2 separate regions of the Mus musculus genome follow, and region 1 is linked to region 2. A link is a contact called in public ChIA-PET data. All regions are on one chromosome and are shown on one strand. Each heading gives the region's core, a stretch centred on a gene start, on an enhancer-like site or on the middle of the called end of the contact. The rest is flanking DNA. Distances are from core to core; before and after follow the strand shown.

Evidence for each region. ChIA-PET counts read pairs in DNA pulled down with a chosen protein or histone mark.
Region 1: an RNA polymerase II ChIA-PET map of memory CD8 T cells shows a contact between it and region 2, with 51 read pairs. The contact joins the promoter of Vwa3b here to the enhancer-like site in region 2. A contact is called at or near these places in 2 of 39 promoter capture datasets (the 3T3-L1 cell line and neutrophils), 4 of 115 datasets of contacts at active chromatin or transcription factors (effector CD8 T cells, large pre-B cells, memory CD8 T cells and 1 more) and 3 of 9 other capture datasets (adipose tissue, liver and pancreatic islet).

Annotation. Positions count from the first base shown.
Region 1 is chr1:37,027,691-37,031,849 of GRCm38.p6, reverse strand. Vwa3b (von Willebrand factor A domain containing 3B) reads right to left here and starts at 2,537. Exons shown (of 28, transcript NM_001370828.1): 1 at 2,422-2,537.
Region 2 is chr1:36,805,688-36,809,741 of GRCm38.p6, reverse strand. It overlaps Tmem131 (transmembrane protein 131), which reads left to right. Exons shown (of 41, transcript NM_018872.2): 30 at 757-915; 31 at 1,266-1,858. Among named protein-coding and RNA genes, the nearest start is that of Zap70, 46 kb to the right of the region's middle. Within about 2 kb of position 1,796, at least 31 of the 459 cell types and tissues checked have an H3K27ac peak or open chromatin away from gene starts, as enhancers often do. A contact at or near this core is called in effector CD8 T cells and memory CD8 T cells, where this site is marked.

The DNA of each region.
Region 1 (4,159 bases), core at 1,288-3,787, 220 kb before region 2:
AAACTTCCCTAGTAAGGTTTTCTCACAGACTTTCATAACCGTAAAGACTGGTTAGAAGACTCATGCCTTTGGCTTTCAAGCCAAAGAAAAACATTCTTTAATTTGCTTACATTTTCAGTTAAATTGAAATGGACACATGCTTGGATCCTTTACAAAGCAATTGAATTCTCCAACTTTGTGACAACACAAGTCCCAGCCTCTATGGGGACTTGGGTGACTTTTTTAAAGTTAATTTTTAAGATGAGACTGGCTTTATCAGATCTGAGAGGATGTCTGAGTCATTCAAATTCAGATCTTTGCCTTGGGGGTTTATAGCCTGAGGATACTTAGAAAGTGAAGCTGCAGCCAGAGAATAAGAGGAAAGAAATGGAGAAAATGTGTCTCCCAGCAGGGAATGAAGAGCTAGGAAGCCTGAGGATTGGAGACTTCGATGCCTGTGTGGAGACTGTCTCCCTTCACTAACCCTCTAAAGCTACCTGAGCAACTCTACCTTTTGAAAAGTTTGCATTTGTGTCTGTATGTCTGTCTTTTTGCCATATGTGTGCAGCATCCCTTGGACTCTCTGGAGTTGGAATTACAAACAGAGAACCAAAATTGGGCCCTCTGGAAGCACAGCTACTCTTTTTAACCTTGAGTGTCTCCCCAGCCACCAAAGCCTACTTTTTGCTTTGAGGCTTCATCCTTGTAGCCTCAGACCCAGGTCTGTCCTCTCTAGACTAAGCAGAAGTTTGGTTGCTACCAGGACAAACTACATGAATGCCCCCGCCACATTACTGTATAACAGGCACTACCTATACTATTGAGATGGATTAAATCAGCCACTCATAGCAGCTGAGAAAATCCTGATTGTTCTCAAACAAGGCAAAGATCGGGTCCTAGAAAAGTTATGATCAGGAAGTAGCTATCCTTTTAAACACAAGACACATTGTTTTCTGGGTGTGGCTATGCTATCTATTTTCTGTGGTTACTTGGGAGTTTCCTCTGAGGCAGAGAGGATACATACTGGCAAGGTCTGCTTTATAGTGTGCAATAATGTTACCAGTGGTAAGGTTTTTGTTTTGGTTTGGGTTTTGGTATTTTGAGACAGAGTCTGACTACATAGCTCAGACCAGGCTTGACCTTGTGGCATTCTTTGCTGCAGCCTCCTGAGTGCTGGGATTACAAGTATATATACCACCACCTCTGGTTGTCCGCAGTCCTAAAAACTTGGAGTTGTCCATCGAGCCATTGAGTGCCAGGGACAGGCAAAGCTCCCAGGACAGCAGGAAGATTAAGATGGATAAGACCTTTCATCCCAACACTTAGGAAACTGAGGCAGGAGGACTGGGATCACGCTAAGAGCCCTTCTTTGTCGGCTGCTATGCACCTGCCCATAGTGAGAAGCCAAGAACAATCCAGTCACTGTTCTTACAAGCCCTGGACCAGAGTCTAACTTAGACTCTATTAATTCAATTTGGATCCTTGGTAAACGTATGATCAACACCTCCAATCTTCATCCTTGCTAGTTTCTAAAAAAAGAAATCTGTGCATGGGGGAGGGAGGGAGGGAGTAGTATGGAGGGGTAGGAGATGGGGAGGTATGTTGTGGGAGTTCTGAACTCTGATTCTTCTGGGAAGAAAGGAAGCTGGGATGAAGTTCCCTGATGTATCCTGTTACAATTCTTAACAGTCTTATTCTTTCTATCCTTAAAAGGCAAAGCTAGGCTAAGAGCATCGCCTCAGATAAACGTGGGCAGGGTTAAGGGATTGAAATGGTCTGTGGGACACACTGTTGAGAACAGGACCAAGAATTGAAAACTGGGCTCGTGGGGTGGGGGTGGGGCTGTTAGGTCATCGCCGAGAAGAAAAGAAATGGAGAACTTCTGAGAAGATTAGAAGAACAACTACATGAGGTTAAAAGTCCATATTAGAAAGTGAAAGTGATGTGAATGCCCCCAAAAACCAAGAGGCAAGCAGAGGCTTTCTCCAGACTCAAACCTTTCACTCAAGAAGATCGCTTTGAGTTTGGATTGTTAAGTTTTGATCATTGCTTCTCAGAAATGAGTTTCTAATATACTGATCAGTATGCTATGTCCTCTGACTAACTTTGGCCTCTGGATAGACAAGCATTAGGGAGCTGAGCTTCTGCAAAGAGTGGGGGTGGGGGGAGAGCCCTGGGTAAGAAGGGCTCGCACACGTCTGCGACTTTGACTCTGAAATCCAGCTCTCAAGTGGGTGCGGCCTGGCCACTGCCCTTTCCCAGCAGAAGCGAGGTCCAGCTCGGAAATTACAAACTTGTTTTTTCCCTCACACAACCAGTTGGAAACCTGGAAGATCTGGTCTAGAAGGATGGTATCCCCCACTTAGTAAGTAATCTGTCAGTTGCGAGGCCAGGCGGCTTGCGTGCGTCAGCGACCCTCCCACCCTCCAGGGCCTCACTAACCAGAGCAGGAGGTGGGCGCGGCCAGCATCCCACTGCTGGACAAGGCTGTGACTCCCCCTGATGCTGGCGAAGGGTCCCCGCCTCGGGCACAGAGTTGCGGGAGTCCAGTTTCTGTTGACAACCACATCGCTGCAGTTGCTAAGACACCGCCAATCACAGCGTGGCTCGGGATCCGGCCCCGCCCACCAATGAGCCCCTCAGAGGGAGTAAAGAGATGATGGGGACTGCGAAGAAACTGGATGTTGGTGTTGCAAAACCAATTTGGTCCACCCGGAAAGAGAGCAGCCTAAGGCTCGTCCTCTGCGCCTGACCCTGGGAAAGTTGACAGCGGCAAATATTAGAGATTAGGTTAACAAATATTCAGATGGGCAGAAAAGCAGACGACTGCCCGCTGAAGGAAGCCTGTTCTCTCGATTTACTTCCGGCAGATTACCGCAGCCCGCGCCTTTTGTTTTGATTTCTCCCTCGGTATTATAAAGAGATCCTTTCTTCATTGCGTCTTTAAGGGAAGGAAACCTAGAGTTGGAGCGGTTCGTTACAGGTGCTCAGCTAGAAGGGGTGGTCAGATGAGCGTTCACAGTTTTGCCAGATTGTAACTTTGGACACAAGAGCTGCCAGGATCAAAAAAAAAAAAAAAAAAAAAAAAAAAAAAAGATTGTGAATAAAACCTCCTGGAGAGGAGGGGGGAGGGAAGCTGTGTCCGCAGAGACTGATTTTGACTGATTAGAATTTCAGTTCTGCAGAGAGGTTAGAATGTTGCTGTTCTGAAGGCTAATTGCCTTATCTTGGGCCAGTTCTAACCCCTCTTGGAGAGCCATTCCTTGCCCACTTCTGTGACCAAACTAACCTCTTGTGACTAAAAGATAGACGGACAACTAGCCTCCACCAATCCAAAGGCTAAGAATGTCCCACAGCATCTTGAAAAGCTTTCCCCACTCTCACCGTGCCTGCTTCTCTGGTGTGCCCTCCAAGGTACTTTAAATTTATCATGATTTGTGACTTTCTTTGTTCTATGAAAAGTTCATGAAACTGCTTCCACGTTGGAACATGGAGTTTGGGGTAAACTAAATCTGTGTTGTACAGGGCCACAGCTATTCAAAATGGCTCCAGAACAGGCTTGCTTATACCCTCTAAGCTGAGAGCTGTGGTTTTTGCAAATCTACAGGTAGTACTCCTATAGGGATTCGGTACTGCACTCTACCTAATGCTTATTTAGTCTTGCCTTACAAGCATACAGATGGCTCAAAATGCAAACCTGCCATTCTTCAAGCAATCACACTCACACAAAAATGTGCTTATGAAAATCTATAAGTAAAAGATTCTATAAGGGCTGGAGAGATGGCTCAGAGGTTGAGAGCACTGATTATTTTTTCAAAGGTCCCGAGTTCGATTTCCAGCACCCACATGGTGGCTAACATCTATAATGAGATCTGATGCCCTCTTCTGAAGTGCAGGCAGAACACTGTGTACATAATAAATAAATAAATAAATAAATAAATCTTTTTTTTAAAAGAGTCTAGAGTAAGCCACATGAAGCAAACCAATAAGCAGCATCCTTCCGTGGCCTCTGCATCAGCTCCTGCCTTTGCATCGGCTCCTGCCTCCAGCTTCCAGACCTGCTTGAGTTCCTGTCCTGACTTCCTCCAGTGATGTAGTATGATCTGGAAGTGTAAGCCAAATAACCCTCCCCTCCCCCCCAAAAAAAGATTCTATAAGCCAAGTTTTGCCTTAATGTTTG
Region 2 (4,054 bases), core at 547-3,046:
CCTTTTTTTTTAAGATTTATTTGTTTGTTTGTTTGTTTATGTGAGTACACTGTAGCTGTACAGATGTTTGTGAGCCTTCATGTGGTTGTTGGGGGTTGAATTTTTAGGACTTCTACTGGCTTCAGTTGGCCCTGCTCACTCCAGTCAACCCGGCTCATTCAGTCCCTGCTTGCTCTGGCCCAAAGATTCATTTATTGTTATATATAAGTACACTGTAGCTGACTTCTGACACACCTGAAGAGGGCGTCAGATCTCATTACGGTGGTTGTGAGCCACCACGTGGTTGATGGGATTTGAACTCAGGACCTTTGGAAGAGCAGTCAGTGCTCTTAGCCACTGAGTCATCTCGCCAGCCACAGTTGTGAACTTTTAAAGTTGGTGTGCAGAGGCTGGAGAGACAGCTCAGTGGTTAAGGAAGGCACCGGTGCTCCTCCAGAAGATGTGGGTTCAATTCTCAGCTCCCGCTTGGCAGTTACAACCACCTTAACTCCAGCTCCAGGAGAGCCCATCCCCTTTTATGGCCCCCGTGGGTATTGCATGCATGTAGCGCACCGGCATCCGTGCAGCCTAAATACTGTACGCAGAGATCGGTCCTATAAACTCTGAACTACGATGCTTCATTTTTGTCTTTCCTTAAAAGTGTGTTACAGACAACTTGGAGTTTTTACATCATTCTGTAGTTATCAAGGAGCCTGTGGTAACCAAATATTATTCTTGTTTTGGCAAAGAATGCTGACCCGCCCCTCTGCTCCACAGTGCACTCTTTCTCCTGGTCATTGGAACAGCCTACTTGGAAGCTCAAGGGATTTGGGAGCCCTTCCGAAGGCGACTCTCCTTTGAAGCCTCAAACCCGCCCTTTGATGTAGGAAGGCCATTTGATCTCAGGAGAATCGTTGGTATTTCATCTGAAGGAAAGTATGTTCATATACTAAAAGTCCACTTTTTAATACACATAGACTTAGCTGATATAATTACAAGAAGTGAAATTTATCTTTACTCGGAATTTTTTAAAAAACGATTCTGGTGCTCAGATACTGAGAACTCATGAGAGTTCTTAACAGGGACAAAATATGCTTAGTTATTAGTTATTAGTCCTAACCTTATTTATAACTGTCAGAGGTGACAAACTGTAGAAGGTTGTGGCTCTGATCCCTTCCACTTCTGTCCCTAGTTTCTCTTTATGATGGGTTTACTAATGAAATTTTTTTCTTAGTATTAGGTTGGAAGTTACTGCTTACTGATTTTTCAATTGATCCATTTTTCAGCTTGAACACACTTGGCTGCGAACACAGTCATGGTAGGGGTTTCTATAGTAACGCATCATCCCGGCCTGGTACAGGCAGTCACAGGCAGTGTGGCACATCAGTCCACCCACACAGCAGCCATGGCAGCAAAAACTCAGCTGATGTGGACAACGTCAGAACCAGAAACAGTTCAAGTATGTCAAGCAGGACTTCTCCACAAGCAGCTGCCTCACAGTCTACAAGCAAAACCAGCCCCCTAGTCTCAGAGACAGCTGCAGCAACCCAGGGTCACACAGCAAGCAGGAAGTCCAGAGGGGCAAAGCAGGGCCAGCACAGCAGCCAGCACCACAGCCACAGCCACAGCCCACTGGAGCAGCACTCACAGCCTCCACCACCAGTGCCTCAGCACCAGGAGCCACCACCCGAAAGGCTGTCTCCTGCCCCCCTCACACACCCTTCCCACCCCGAGCGAGCCAGCACCACACGGCACAGCTCAGAGGACTCCGACATCACCAGTCTCATAGAAGCCATGGACAAAGACTTTGACCACCACGACTCCTCCCCCCTAGACGTGTTTACAGAGCAGCCTCCGTCACCGATGTCAAAAAGCAAAGGTAACCCTGTCCAACCCCCTTCCAAAGAACAAGGCGTGTGAGGGAGAAGGAGCAGTCAGGATCATAGGCAGTGGATACAGCACCTTGTTAGGTAGCTCAGACCCATCTCCTGCGGGAAGCAATGGCCTCTCTGTATCACAGTGCAAACGGAAGCAACTGCTTGTCATGAAACTTGTTCTTCCCTTGTTTCTCCAGACAGAATCTGATGGACGGCTGCCGGTGATAACTGTTACAGTCATTTTTAAAAATTATTTTGAGGCCAGGTATTGCTGGCACATACCTTTAATCCTAGCACTCGGGAGACAGAGGCAGGAGGATCTCTGAGTTCAAGACCTGCCTGTTCTACAGAGCGAGTTCCAAGACAGCCTGGGATACACAGAAAAACCTTGTCTCAAAAAACAAACAAACAAAAATATTTTGAAAACAGGGCTAAAACCAAAACCATCTACCTCTTAACTCAAAATAGAATTTCTAGCTGTGCACACATCTGTAGTTGTACTGGTGAGGTAGAGACAGGAAGTTTGTCACAGGCTTGAGGTCAGTGAGGCTACACACTGACACCTCTCTCTAAATAGGAAAAGGGGCAAAAGAAGCAAGTGAAAAAATAGTTGGTGAAACCTCCAAAGAGGCTGGCCAACAGGACAGGGACAACAGGAAGTGGTGGCCGTGCACACATCACAGTCTTGTAGGCAGAGGAGTGAGGGATGTACCAGATCTGCAGAATTGGTAGGTTAGGGAAGGAACTTTGCCAGAAGGAACCACACAAACAGGAGAAGTGTGAACAATTCAAGGGATGGAAAATCCAAGGCCAGAGTGACAGCGAGGTCTAACAGGGAGCATGAGCGAAGGCTTCAGAGTAGTGGGAGTGGGAACAGGCGCTTGTGTGCAGCCTCATGGGTAAGGTACAGAGGAATACACCTTATTGGCAGTGGCAGGGCCTCAAGACTAGAGCAATCCAGAACCGCAAGATTGGGGACTCAGAACTTGGAAAGAAATGTGGCGCATAGACCATGTGGTTCCTAAGACTGCAAGCAGCCTTTCCATCAGTTCATCTAAGGGGGTGCGACCACAAGCCATCAATCATGGTATAGTTCATTTCAAACAAGCTAGGGGACAACAGCGTTGAGGGGCTTTTGGGTTTCGGAGTTGCAGATTAGGCACAGGAGACCAAGGGAGGAAAGTCCCTGTGGGTGTGGTGTGTGCCCCTTGTAGAGACCAGGAGAATGCGTGGGTCGCAGCAAGACCAGGCCAGGTGTCTTGGTTGCTTTTCTATTGCTGTGACAAAACACCATGACCAAAGCAATGCTTATAAAGTGAAGCATTTGCTCTGAGGGCTCACGGTCCCATGGCCATCAAGGCAGGGAACATGGCAGCAGGCAGGGCACACAGGGTTCCACAGCAGGGATGAGTGCTCACATCTTGAAGCAGAAAGACATTACTGACTGAGATTGATGTGAAACCTCCAAGCCCACTCCCTGGACACAAACAGTTCCACCAACTAGGGACCAAGCCTTAGGGGGCATTCTTATCCAAACCACCACATCCACTCCCTGGCCCCCTTAGGTCTGTGGCCATATCACAAGTCAAAATGCATGTAGTTCATCTTCCAAGGTCCCTACAGTCTTTCACTTTCAACAGAGTTGAGTAGTCCAAGTCTCTTGTAAGACTCAAGGCAGTCTCAAGCCTGTAACCCCTATAAAATCAAAATGCAAGTCACATATGTCTAACACACAATGGCACATAATATACATTGCCATTCCAAAAGGAAAGAAAGGGGGCAGAGTGAGAAATGCCAGGCCAAAGCAAGACCGAAACCTAACAAGGCAGAGTGTAACTGTCTTCCCGAAAACAGCATGGCCAGACCTATCACAGCTCTGAGCCTCCCCATGAGTCCAGAAGACTGAAGTACAAGGCAGTGGGTAGACTGTGACAGCGGTGGAGAGGAAGAGGGCTCTTGCAGTGTCCTGGAGCCAGAGTGCTCTGACTGTGCTGTGCAGTGAGGAGAGTGCTGCAAGCCATTACACCACCATAGGTGCTGAGCACAGCACAGTAGAGGCCAGTGAGGCTGGGGTGCAGCCCAGTGGGGAAGTCCTTGCCAAGCAAGGACAAGACTTTTGGTTTTCTTTTTTTTTTTTTCTTTTTTTTAAGATTTATTTTCTTTATGTATATGAGTACACTGTAGCTCTCTTCAGACAC